2 separate regions of the Mus musculus genome follow, and region 2 is linked to region 1. Evidence: chromatin contacts called from public Micro-C data. All regions are on one chromosome and are shown on one strand. Each heading gives the region's core, a stretch centred on a gene start, on an enhancer-like site or on the middle of the called end of the contact. The rest is flanking DNA. Distances are from core to core; before and after follow the strand shown.

Region 1 (6,833 bases), core at 1,192-3,691:
ACAAAACAGATTTACCCATTTTCTTGTAAGTTTGGAGTAAGGGATTTGAGATAGTCTCATGTAGCTGAGTTTGGCTTTGAACTTCTATTCCTCTTGCTTGTTATGCTGTGATTACAGGAGCACATCATGATTATTGTTATTATTGTTAATTGTTATTATTATTTTAAGATTTATTTAATGTCACTGTCACTCTCTCTAGACACATAAGACAACAACGGGTCCCATTACAGATAGTTTTGAGCCACCATGTGGTTGTTGGGAATTGAACACAGGACCTCTGGAAGAACAGTCAGTGCTAGTGCTCTTAACTGAGCCATCTCTCCATTCAGTCCCTGGTTTATTATTCTTTTAATGGAATTTTGATGCGGTTGGATTCATATCTTTATTTGTTCTCTTTGTTCTCTATATAGATTTAACTCTTCCTTTGATGTGTTTACAATTTTTGGTTCGACGTTTTATGCTTTTAAGAATTCAGAAAAAAATGAGATAGTAATTGTGCTAAGTTAAAAAGATTAAAAACACAGAAATGTAGCCTGTAATAATTACCCAGATATTTACCCTTGCTGCTGTTTTCTGTAGTTCCATGTTTCTTCCTTGTATTATTTGACTTAGTTTCAGATGGTCACTCTTCTTAAGACTCTGTGTGTGTGTGTGTGTGTGTGTGTGTGTGTGTGTGTGTTTGGGGGAGGTAAGTCTGAAGGTGGTAATGTGTGAGAGCTAGTTTTCTGCTTCCATCCACAATGTGAGTTCTGGGGATGGAACTTACACCATCAGGTGTGGAGGCAAGTACCTTTTACCTTGCTGAGCCATTTCACTGGCCCCTACAATTCTTTGATGATTGTAATATTTAGAAATGAACTTCTTTTATGGTCTCCTTTGAGAATTGGTAAGAATTTGTTTTTTGCTGTGTCTGGTAGTTTGAATTCTGTCTTGGATACTTTAGAAGATTCTTTTAGTAGACAAGTCATCCTAGGGAGACTATAACTGTAAGTTCTTCCTCATCTTGTACAAGCAGATTTCTACTAGCTGTTGGCCTTGAAAGTCTTTGCTAGGTTTGTATTTGCCTCTGTTTCTATCCTAGGACTTTGGTAATGGTTTATATTGTAATTTGCTCTGAAAGCATATCTTGTAAATCTTTACATGTGCCTCGTGTATGTACAGCTTCAGTCACAGTGATAGACCACTGTACAGTTTCTCTTTGGCACATACTTGGGTCAAAACCTAATGGGATATTCAACGCTATCTTATCTCCATTTGTCTGTCAGTCTGTCTGGAATTACAATGCTGATGATTGGATTCAGGGACTGATAAATTGTGGGAAAGCACATTACCACTGAGGTACATCCTAGCCCTTTTAAAATCTTTTTATTTGCCCAGACTGGCATTTTACCTGTGATCTATAGCCTGCTGAGTAACTGGGATTACAGGCCTGCTCCTCCAGGCCCAGCTTCACTACCATTTTTATTTGTTTTATCTTTCTCCACCAAATAATCCACCTGCTGTTTATTTTTAAAGTTCTCTGGTCCTTTGTTAGTTGCTCGTGTACTTTTGCCCCCCTCCCCGTACATGCAAATGCCTTAGTTAAGATTCCTATTGCTGTGATAAAACACCATGACCAAAAGCACCCTGAATAGGAAAGGGTTTATTTTACCTTCCTCACTGAGCAAAGCTGAAGTAGGAGGGACCTGGAGGCAGGAACTGGAGGAGAAGCTACAGAGTGCTGCTGACTTGTTCCTTTGGCCTTCTCAGTTTACTTTCTCACATAACTACCTACCCAGTAGGTTTGGCACTGCCCACAGTGACATGGGTTATCCCACATCAGTCAACCAACCAATCAAAAAGGAAAAAAAATCTCACAGGCTTCTTCACAGGCCAATCTGGGGTTCTTAATGATGAGGTTCCATTTTCTCAGATGACTTTTAGCTTGTGTCAGTTTATCATAAAACTAGCTATAATAATTGACCCATTGTCAACTAAACACACAAATGTTATTCAACTAGAACTTTTCTTATATGCTCCCAACATTTCATATTAATATTACAATAAAATATATTCCAACTTTTAAAAGTCCCACATTCCCTCTACCCCTTAATCCAAACATAAAGTTGGTTGTGGTGGTGTATACCTTTAATCCTAGCAAAGACAGACAGATCTATGTGCTCTGTGAGTTTGAGGCCAGCCTGTTTATACATAGAGAAAACAGAGTGTTTTAAAAAAATAAAAATAAGTTCATACACTTTAAACATTCAATGTCTTTAAAAATATCCAAAGTTTCTTTAAAGTAGAGTTTCCCTAAAATTCCAAAATGTCTTAACTGTGAGTATGTGTAAAAAAATAAGCTAAATAATTCATCCAAGAGGGAAGAATCGGGCACAGTTAAAGTCGAGGCAAAACCCAAGTCCATGGAGGATTTGGTAATGATCTTCTGGGCTCTCCAGGGCTTTATTTCTCCAGCTCTGCTGTTGGCAACACAAGCAGCTTGTTTCCTAGGCTCAGGCTGGCTTCACTCCACAGCTGCTGTTGTCCTTGTGGTTGTCCAATGGTACTGACATCTCCAAAATGTTGGGGGTCTCTGCTGTTGCTGGGCTGACCTTTCCTGGGCTCTCTTCAGAGACTCTGGTCCTACCACATGGTGGCAGACCTCAATCAGACTTCAACCCTGCAGGATTCCTCAAGTCTTCAAAGCCAGTACCACCTGGGAAATGCTTACGCATTAATTACCAAGTTCTACTGCCAGCGTGAAGTTCTCCCAACTCCTCTGAAGACTGAAGGTGGAAAGTCACAGTAAATGCTTGCCCCCTCTGGACCACAGCTGTGTGCTGACTCTGAGGCACATTTCCCAGAAGATTTCCCCTGAATGTTGCTGACTGTTAACCCTCAGCTGACCATGATCAATTTATCATCCAAGCAAAGGCTTTCACTTTAGTGGTCTGGTCTCTTGTTAATTACAGCTCTTTCTAAAGCTCCTGTTGACCAGAAACACAGATGTTAATTCAATTTCAGATGGCTCTGATAGAGTCAGGGGCTTTCTGTGTAGTACTAACTTTCTTGGAACTTGCCATATATATATCAGACTGGTCTCAGACTCAGAGATCCTCCAGCCCTAGCCTCTGCCTCCTGAGTGCTGGGATTAAAGACATGGGCCACCTTGTCCAGCCCCAATAGAGTCTTGAAGGGACTCTCAACTTCCCTCTGGAACTTCACAAGCAAGGTTTCTTTTCTGTTGCCTGCACAACTTTGAGCAGTCTTATCTTCTAAGCTCCTACAGAACAGCCCACTTGAGTTCTGAGTACTGATTGGCTTTTCCAGGCTCTGCTGGCTAGTTTTATGTCAGTTTTTTTTTTTGGTTTTTCGAGACAGGGTTTCTCTGTGTAGCCCTGGCTGTCCTGGAACTCACTCTGTAGACCAGGCTGGCCTCGAACTCAGAAATCCGCCTGCCTCTGCCTCCCGAGTGCTGGGATTAAAGGCATGCACCACCACTGCCCGGCTTTTATGTCAGCTTTATATGAACTAGAGTCACTTAGGAAGAGGGAACCTCAACTGAGGAAATGCACAACTAAATTGACCTTTGGACAAAGTCTGATGCATTTTATTATTATTATTATTGATTGATTGATTGATTGATTGGTTTATATGGAAGGGCCTAGCTCACTTGTGGGAAGCTCCAGTCTTGGTTTGGTGGTCCTGGATGCTATAGGAAAGTAGAGCAAGCCATAGGGGACAAGCCTGTAAAGTAAGCAGCATTCCTTAGTGGCATCAGTTCCTTCCTCCAGGTTCCTGTCTTGAACACCTTTCTTGACTTCTGAAGATGATAGACCATAAGATGGAATAAATTCTTTCTTCCCTATTTGTTTTTGGTCCTGGAGTTTATCAAAGCAATAGAAACACTGGGACAATCCAAAGTTCAAATTTCACCACAATCCTCTGTAAAACACATGGTCAGGTCTGTTTATCACAACAATATCCCATATCCTAGTCCCAGTTTCTGTCTTAATGTTAGGGTTTGTGTTATCTTAGCCCATTTGGGTGTATCATCAATTGATTAAGTATTCCAGTACCTGTATTGTAGACTTTGCCATTGTCTGCAGTTTCATACATCCACCGAGGATCTTGGAACATACATACCACAGCAAATAGGGCTTGCTGTATATAGATAGGTTACTTTTATGTGACATTCTAAATAAAGAACCTTTTTTAGTCCCTCTGGAAGTTCCTAGTGCTTCCTTGTATTCTGACCGTGTTTCCTCCCACCTTGTTCTGAATAACCTTTTGGTGGGGAACGTAAAGGCTGTAATACATGACTAGTTAGTTATGGATCATTAATATTCTTTCTAGTTCTGCTACATGGTATAGTGGAAGGGACAGTAAAGACAGATCATAGTTTTGATTTACAGCTGTTCCACTTAATGCATGAGATTAATTTTTGTAACCTAGTTCTATTTTTCTCATATTTACAAAGGTTTTTAAAGTTAGGGGATAAGAGAATGGGTCTGTGATCCAAGCACTTGGGAGGCTAAGCAAGAGAATATTATTACATTTTTAGACATAGTTAGATCTCTCTCTTAAAAAGAAAAAGTAAAAACAAAGCTAGCTAGTGAAGTGTGTTTACAGAGTGCTTTTTTTGTTTTGTTTTTGTTTTTGTTTTGGGCCTTAACATTCATCATGGGACTCACAATATAGCTTAGGTTGGCTTTAACCCTGCAGTAATTCTGCTGCCCTGACTTCTGGAGTGCTTATGTAACAGGCATGAACTAGTGCCTGGTTTATAGAGTGCTTTGAGACTTAAATAAAATTTATAAAGTAATTAATATATGGCCTGTTAAAGAATAATTGTGATAAGATCCATTTTCCCACCACCTCTCTTTACCCAGTTTACTTACAGTGATCAGCCTGCTAGCTACTCTGAAGCAAGTCGTCTGAGTCAATTTTGGCAGTGAGTGCTTCCAGGTGACTAGAAAATGTGAGATTGAACCTAAGAGTTGAGAAAACCTTCCATAGTAAGGTTGTTTTGTTTTGTTTTTCGAGGCAGGGTTTCTCTGTATAACCCTGGCTGTCCTGGAACTCACTTTGTAGACCAGACTCAGAAATCCGCCTGCCTCTGACTCCCAAGAGCTGGGATTAAAGACGTGCAACACCACGCCCGGCTCCTAACTTACTAAAGTTTTGATAAAACCAACAATGGCTACAACAACCTTTGCTACTAGAACTCAGAAGAAGCACTAGTGACATTGCTCATCCTTTCTCTAGTTTTTCTTTGTAAGTTGAAACTTAATTCCTGAAACTTTCAGGTGCACTGTTTCGTGGAGGTGTGTATAATGTCACAAAGTTAGAATCTTAACTAGCCCAGTCCATGTTATTAGATTCAATTTTGGTTCCATAGTAAGTATATTAATACTTAGGGTCAGCTTAATCATTTTCCTTTTTATCTTAACATTTAGAATTTCTTTCTATAACTCAGGCTGGCCTTGAACTCACACAGAGAGCCTCCTGCTTTTGCATCCTGATCATTGGGATTAAAGGTGTGTGCTACCCAGCAAGATTCTTATTCTGGAGTATGATGTTAAAAGGGTTAAAAGACTTAGGGCTTCTCTGAATAAGGAAGTTAGGTAGTAAAGTGAGCCTGGATGAGTAGAAAAGTACTTTGGTCATTGGTCTTTTGGGGGAATAGGGGTAGGATAAATGATGTGGATTGCAGGGGCTACGGAGGTGGTAACAGATGGTGTTGCTGAGAATAATTGAGACATCACATTTCTTTCTTTTCTTCTTTCTTTCTTTAAAGATTTATCTCTTTTATATGAGTACACTATCACTGTCTTCAAACACACCAGAAGAGGACATCAGATCCCATTACAGATGGTTGTGAGCCACCATGTGGTTGCTGGGAATTGAACTCAGGACCTCTGGAACAGTAGTCAGTGCTCTTAACCTCTGAGCCATCTCTACAGCTCCTGAAACTTTTCTTTTTGATGATTAATGACACTCTTATTAGATTATTTTAAATCAATACTTAATTAATACCATTATTAAACACAATGAAAGAGAATAGTGATATGTTATAAAAAGATAGAGGGGGGGATACATTTTGTTGATGTGTAGTGAGGCGTGGGGGAAGGGGGTGCCTATCTATGCAGGGCCCATGCTGAGTCATCCCTTTCCCCTGAGGGACCAGCCACACAGCGGTATAGTATAGAATAGAGTTTATTCAGGGCGTGGTTTAAGCTCTGCTTCCTACATGGTTATGTGCTCTCCTATCTTGGAACAAGTTCAGTTTCCCTGAAGTCTTATGCCCCATTGAGTTTCTGGTTTTGAGACAGGGCCTCATTCTGTGGCACTGACCTGGAACTCAGCAGTCCTACTTTAGCCTTCCAAATGTTGAGATTACAAGTGAGCTACCACACCAAGCCTCATTGTCTTGTAAGCTTTAAAAAAGTGTGCTCAAATAGTTATGCTTGCTAGTTTAATGAGAAATGGGAATATTTGTGAGAACAGCAAACTTATATTTCAGAGTTTTAACTTTCCTTCTATAAATAATATGAAAGAACATCCCAAGAATATATAGTGTTATTACATGGTACAGATATTTTGTTGGTTTAGTTTAATATATCTAAAATACACTAACTTTGAGTTTCTTTAACTATTTGATACACATGGACTTACAAATTTTATTACTTACAAATTTTATTAATTATATTTAGATTGCTGATGTGGTAGTTTGCTAGAGACTCCATGCAACAAATTAGTTTTATCAAATACTTGATATTTTGGGTTTGCTTTTCAAGATAGGGTCTTGTTATATAGTATGAACTGGTCTCCTTTTTTTCCTCAGCTTCCTG
Region 2 (6,833 bases), core at 1,344-3,843, 110 kb before region 1:
GAACTTCCTCTGTAGACCAGGCTGACTTGGAATTCAGAGATCTGCCTGTCTCTGCCTCCCAAGCATGGGGATTAAAGGTGTGCACCACCCAGCTTAAATTAAAAAAAAAGGAAATAAATCACAATTAAGTATCAGACACTGTAGAAAAATGTGATTTAAATTAAATTATGGAAGGTAACTTTGGAGAAGGGAATAGGATTGAAAGACATACCTATTTTTTTAAAGTTTATGGCATTGTGTGTTGTACACATGTATGTGCATGCATGCATGCTCATGATCCACAGAACTTATAAGAAGTCAAGGAACAACTTGGGCTCAGCACCTTTACCTGGTGAGCCATCTCAACAGTCCTGTGTTTCTTCTTCTTAAAGCTATCTATCCTGGGCTGCGGATGTAGCTTGGTGGCAGAGCACTTAATAGGCATAAACTCTTGGGTTCAACTGGTTACCATGAATGGAAGCAAATAATTGTTGAGATATTATAATCCTGTGTTAATAGCAGTATAGAAAAGGATGCTAATTTTCAACCTTTTAGAGTTTATTAGTAAAGGAAAACAATTTTACTTAACAAAGCTCCTAATTCTTATTTTCAGAGTAGAACAAACAAACACACACTCATCATGCCAGGTCATCAGACCCTGAATCTAGATTATGGGTCAGGTTAACCTCACAAGGTACTGATAAGAATTACGTGGACAGACCTCATCGGTGTTAGGGATATTAGATGGGGACTCACATGTCTCATATGAACATAGAACACATTATCCTTACCTTCCCAGTTATTGACCTTCCTCACTTCAATGGTCCCGAAGTTCCCCGACACCACCACAGCATTCTTAGTGCCGTAGTGGCACCTGGACCCCTAAGCCCTGATGTGTTATCCCTACAACCATCCATTGATGTGCACTTGAAGTCATCGGGGACACCAGTTAATCATAGTCTTGGAAGGTGTACTGCTGGCCACTCAGCATCCGCTCATGTCAAGGAAAGGGGGGCCACACACGCTCTGCTTCCTTTTAATTCCTATGGGTCCTGCACTTCCTCCTATTCAGAGGAGCGCCAGGGGCAAAATGGGTACTTCTCTGCCCCCTGGTGGTGCATCGAGAACCCTAGCAAGCCTGATTCTGTGCACTGTACACATTGGGTGCCTGGCTGTGAACCTTGTTCCTGGCCTATGGGCAGTTTGAGATCTGACAGTCTTCAGGTTAATGACCTCATGGTCACAGAACACAAACATCGGTGGGTGGCTGGAGAAAAGCACTTGCTGTCTTGTCTTGACCAGGTTACTACCATTTTTAAAAAAAAAAAATGGTAATAACATTACAGAAAATGTTTCGGGGCTGGGGATTTGGCTCAGTGGTAGAGCACTTGCCTAACAAGCTCAAGGCCCTGGGTTCGGGTCCTCAGCTCTGGAAAAAAAAAAAAAAGAAAGAAAATGTTTCGTTGAGTATAGTCACAGAAACTTAGTTCTAAGACCTATTTTTGTGGCTTCTTCCCTCACTGACTCAGATCAGTGCTTGCTCTTTTCCTGAACATTGGGAACGCCCAAGATGTCCTGGGAGAGGTCAGGGGCATTTAAAGTCTATCGACAATGTTTCTGTTATAGTTGTCAGGTGAAGAGTCTGGGGGCTGGCAGACTAACAGGGCTCAGTCAAACAGCAGTAAATCACAGATTTATTCAGTGTGCAACAAAGAGGCCTCAGCTGTCCTTCCAGCATGGCACATGGAGGGCTCCCAGTTTGGGGTGAATTGTCTCAAGAAACCGATACCTGGCTAGGGGTGGGTGGGATGGGTGAGGCACACATTTAATCACAGCATTCAGGAGACAGAGACAGATTTCTATGAGGTCCAAGCCAGCCAAGGCTACATGCTGAGACTTTTGACTTAGAAAAGCAAAAAAAAAAAAAAAAAAAAAAAAAAAAAAAAAAAAGATGTGTGTGTGTGTGTGTGTGTGTAGTGGGGTGGGGCGTAGAGGTGGCTCCAGGTTAAGAAAACTCCTGTCCTCAAAGAAGACTCGCATAGTTGCTATAGTTGATTCATAATTGTCCATCACTCCAGTTCCAGAACACAGGATTCAGATATACATGTGAGCAAAACACTCAGACACATAAAGTCTAAAGTATGGAAAGGGGGGATACTCAGAGAGGGTGTCAAGTATCTATATAACTTTCATTCCTGCCAGTATTGGTCCATTTCTGCAGAGTCCTCACTAGCAAGCACCCTCAGGCTTCTGAATAACAGATGAAAGAATTCTTTTGATGTAGAGGTAAAGGCTTAGATTATGGTTCCAGGCTAGAACTCGGGCTTGGCTAGGTGGGACTTAAATTCCTTAAGAATTTTGCTCTAGCAGAAGGTAGTCACTCTATTCCTGTAGAAATGGCACGACAGAGGCAAATCATAATGGCCAATCCGGTCCCCAAAGAACCTGCCTGAGGGACTGAAGAGTAGCAGTTAAGGACCAAGATATCTGGCCCTGCCTTTCAAAAGCTTCAGTACCCAGAATGCTGTAAGCTGATACCTGGAACCTCTTCCTTGCCTCTGCAGACCAGGCTAAGGGACCTGCAACCAGCAGGGGGCAGGCTGCATCCACAGCTTGACAGTTCTCTAAGACAGTTCATCTTAGAGGATACCAGGTCACACCCTCATCCGGGGCTCAGTCCCCAGGGCTTCACTTTCCAAATCAGCTGTGTCATTCACAAGATGCTATGGGCTGACAACCGGGAGGGAGGAGTGGGAAACCGGCTGCACTACTTTGGATTTGTCCAGACCCCTCAGAAACAGGTCCTTCAAATTCAACACCTTGCTGTGACTGCTGGTGTGTGGTAATCTCAGAATTTGGGAGGCAGAAGGCTCAGAAATTTCAAGGCCAATATATACATCAAGTTCAAGGCTAGCCTGGCTCACATGAAATTCTTGCCTCATGTGATAAAATCAAAAGACTTTATCCCGGTGCCTGAACCACAGTATCTGCTCAACAGTACACAAATAGCGGGGTCAAGGAAATTTAAGAACCCAGGAGGAGAGTGGAGCAGAGGCTCAAGGGAAGTGACCACTGGGACCAGGCTGAGTCTGGAGCTCCCCTAAGCTCCCACAGCATCTTCTTCCACAGACAGAAGCCTTGGAAGGGACACAAAATGAAGTGTCCTTTCTGAGGACAGACATGTGGGAGAACTGGTGAAGCACTCACTGCCTTTAACCTGTACAATCCAGGAGAGGGTCCTGAGTGTAACCGGTGGTGACCTGAGGGCCATTCATTCGTTTTTTCTTTTTACACAAGCAACCCAAACTCATTAGAGAAAATGCCACATAGATCTTTATTGAACACCAGTGCCAGCACCAGCCTCCTTCTCTGTAGTCACAGGGGCACACGGGCAAGGGGTGCTCTCCCCTGGCCGGGAGGCAGTGAAAGATTAGCCCTGCCCCGGGACCTGCTCTCTTAAGGCCAGCACCCTCCTGGGTGCTCAGCGCAGCTGACTCAAAGGACAGCAACCTCCTGGGTGTTCAGCACTGGTGGCTCAAGTCTGCTCAAACTCCTGCTCACAGTAGCCTACACTGATGGGCTGGGCCTGGATTCCTCTCCTGGAAGAGAACATAAAGAAATGGAAGATGAATTATTTGGCCTTGGACCATGGCAACACCATCTCCACAATAACCAAGAGCCTCCTTCCCATTTCAGTGAATCTCAAAATATTACTGTACCCAAGTTACTTGGAGACCTCCCTCCAAGATTCTCAATGAGGGCACTCTTTCTATCGTGCAGGTCTCTACTCCCCCACCAGAATTCAGTTACTTTGGAAAAGAGGACAGAGCCTGAGGGATGTCTGATGCTCTTGGCCCACTCAGATGTCCACTCCTGCTTCTAATATTCAATAAGCACAGCAGTGGAAAGGACTGAGCTGGGGATTAAACCCTGTCCTCGAGCTAAGGCTCAGAAGCCCTAAGAACTGACCTTTAGGGAACCGCTAAGCACACCTCCATTATCACAACAACAACAACAACAACAACAACAACAACAACAACAACAACACAAACCAACCCAACATGCTTGGAGATAAACAAAATGCCACTTCAATTACCCAGTGTCTTAGAGCTCACGACAGAGGGCTCTCAGCCATGTCTGCTCTGCACTAGGCTATGTTTCTATCAAATGACTGCTTACACAAGCCACAGTCAAGGGAGTACAGGTATTCATGAGTCAGTCAAAGCTTACAGGTTCAAATCCTGCTTCCTGCCGATTTTTAATAAAGTACTCAGGGGCTGTATACTCCTAAAATGGAGACAAAATGTTCCCACCTATGGGCTGTGATACAAATTCTACAGGATGGAGTATTCTTAGACAGTACCTAGCACAAAAACTTCTAAAGTTTTGGCTCTTACTCCTTTCTTCTTAGATCTGCCCAGAGCCCGCTTACCTCACCAGCTCACAACGGAAATGCGACAAACGTTTAAAGGCAAAGTCTATATTAGTTGTCAGGTTACTGCTCCACAGTCTCTCAGCGACGGCACCCGCTCTGGGCCTACAGGAGGGAGGAGACAGAAGATTGCGCCCTGTGTGTCTTCCTTCCCAAACTAGCTCAGCCGTAAATGATGCCTTGTTCAAAGTTGACAACCAGATGGGCGCTCTAAGGCAGTTCCAGGGCTCAGTTGCACCCTCATTAAAACCATCCGCATCAGCATACAGACAGTGATTCCAAGCTCCTCCTCTCCCAGAGACATAAGAATAAGGGTAATCCTTAGGGCATGTCAGCTGAAAGTTAACGTGGTATACCCCACTGTATTTGGGGAGGTTGCCGAGAAAATGCCTTTACTCTCATCCCAAGCAAGTACCCCTGGGTTCTTTACGGAACTTGTGAAGTGGAGACAATGGCCATTCTCCTGCACACATAATGCTTTATTGGACGCACACACAGAAGCCACATGGGACGTGAGCATCCCAGGCAAAGAGAAGCATCGTCTCAGAGCCTCCCTCACGGGTGTAGCACTGGGGAGCTGGAAGGGACAGAGACTGTGAGGCACAAGCCTTACCGCAAGCCTAGCCTCTGCACCCCCTACCCTACCTTCCTGGCCTCACCCCAAAATCCTTACCAGAGTCTGGGGACCAGGTTGGTGCTGTCCACATACTCTCCCCACATACAGGCCTCCCCTCCAATGACCAGAGCCTTCTGTTCAGGCGTACCTGAAGGAAAATAAAACAACAGACCATGGTGGTGAGGCTCTCCTCCAACTATCCTTCCAGTGCGGCCTTCTCCTCAGAAAGGCCATCTCATTTCCTAAATTGCAATGTGTTCCTTGCCCCTCTTAACGCCTAGCCTGGATCTCAGCCCAGCCAACAAAGCACCCTGCTCTCACCATGAAACGCCAGGGGCTCCACTTTGTACATGTCCTTCCAGTCAGGGCCATACTTTACACGGTTCAGGTACCAGGGAGCAGACAGCAGGGCCCGGAAGCCAGCCCTGGTGATATCTTGCATCTCCAACATGTACTCTACTGGCATTTCTTCCCGCCACACCTGTATGATTGTATCTGGCCGAACCTGTCACGAAAGGTCAAAGGGCAGTCATGGTACAGAGTTCAGAAGACTCGAGGTTCATTCTTACGCATGGTACCCAGGCCACGGAGAGCTCCCAGCTTCCCAGCAGCAAAGGATGCTTCTGAGCTGAGGTGCTCACTACTTAACAGAGCCCCCTGCTGCTCCCCTCCCAGACCCACCGTAGCTTCCCTGTCTATATAGAAGAAGTAATTACTGGTTGAGAGCTGAGGGGAATGGCAGTGGGGTCCAAAGAAACAGAGGATCTAAGTCTATGATTCAGAAGGAAAGCACAGCACACAAAGCCTCAGGAATCCACAATTAGATACGAGGTTCTGACCTAAACTCCAGCGGCCACACTTTTGTAGCTCTTCTAGAGAGCTAAAGAGATGCCGCCCAGCTCTCGGACCGTAGAGCCTATTTGGCAACATGATTGGTCCCTAGAGCGGTCAGGGAGGCCCGGGAGATTGAGATGGGTGCTTTCTCTTCTCTGCCCCTGCTCACCTTCACTTTATTATCAAATACCTCCTGCCACACCACATAGCCCTTGTCATAATCAGAGACGATGTCCAGCAGCCTGGAGAGGAGAGGAGCATCAGCAAGGTGTCACTCGGCTGTGTGTGCCAGCCCTCCAGGCGCTGAGCCTGGCAGGGCCTAGCCCTGACTGGACATGAGCATCTCTGGGTAGATCTACCACCTGACCACTCTAAACCTGAACAGATAGGACAAAGGGACCCTTAGGGAGCAGGGAATGGTCCTCGGGACTGACTTTGGTACTGAGAGCAGACACCATTCCCCATAGAAGGTGATCCCTAACACGCCCGCCCGCCCTCCTTCCTTCCTCACGTCTGGATGTAGAAGGACTCCAGCTGCTTGAAGTCAGTAAAGCCCTTTTTCTTCATGAAGGCCTGGATGTTGGGGTTGGACTTCCTGGGAAGCCAGAAAAGAGTGGTGATTAGCTCTTCCAGCATCCTGTAGCCATGACAACCTTCAGGTTAGGCATCCAGCCCCCTGCAACCTGCCCCTTCCACCTAAAATATCAAACCACCCGAGACAGCCCAAGGTCTCCAGCCAACTTGTAGCCAGGTAAGACTGGAGAACAGACACAGGCTAAGAAAGAAAGAGGCCTGATCTTGAGGAGTCTCAGACCCGCGCTCTCAGGGAGAACGCGCCTTCCATTTGCTCTCTGGATCACACTAGTCTCGCAAGCCTATGATCTCTGACCTGCTGCAGATTCCTTAACCTACAGTGCCTGTGTTTGCGTCCATGCCTTTCTCATCATGTTCCCAAAAGACAAACTTTCCTCA

What was found. Hi-C and Micro-C count contacts between places; a contact is called where the count stands out from the background.
Region 2: a contact with region 1 is called in a Micro-C map of B cells, with 2.7 times the contacts expected there. The contact joins two enhancer-like sites. A contact is called at or near these places in 2 of 39 promoter capture datasets (the C10 cell line and neutrophils), 1 of 15 datasets of contacts at CTCF or cohesin (the NIH/3T3 cell line), 4 of 484 Hi-C or Micro-C datasets (B cells, nephron progenitors, stem cell-derived primordial germ cell-like cells and 1 more), 1 of 115 datasets of contacts at active chromatin or transcription factors (double positive thymocytes) and 3 of 9 other capture datasets (adipose tissue, embryonic stem cells and liver).

The regions. Positions count from the first base shown.
Region 1 is chr9:59,454,944-59,461,776 of GRCm38.p6, reverse strand. All of the region lies in intron 1 of Arih1 (ariadne RBR E3 ubiquitin protein ligase 1), which reads left to right. Among named protein-coding and RNA genes, the nearest start is that of Gm20199, 23 kb to the left of the region's middle. Within about 2 kb of position 2,441, at least 35 of the 459 cell types and tissues checked have an H3K27ac peak or open chromatin away from gene starts, as enhancers often do. A contact at or near this core is called in B cells, where this site is marked.
Region 2 is chr9:59,561,566-59,568,398 of GRCm38.p6, reverse strand. It overlaps Hexa (hexosaminidase A), which reads right to left. Exons shown (of 14, transcript NM_010421.5): 9 at 6,373-6,456; 10 at 6,031-6,103; 11 at 5,349-5,532; 12 at 5,085-5,175; 13 at 4,412-4,516; 14 at 3,290-3,578. The coding sequence ends at 3,515. Among named protein-coding and RNA genes, the nearest start is that of Celf6, 13 kb to the left of the region's middle. Within about 2 kb of position 2,593, at least 26 of the 459 cell types and tissues checked have an H3K27ac peak or open chromatin away from gene starts, as enhancers often do. A contact at or near this core is called in B cells, where this site is marked.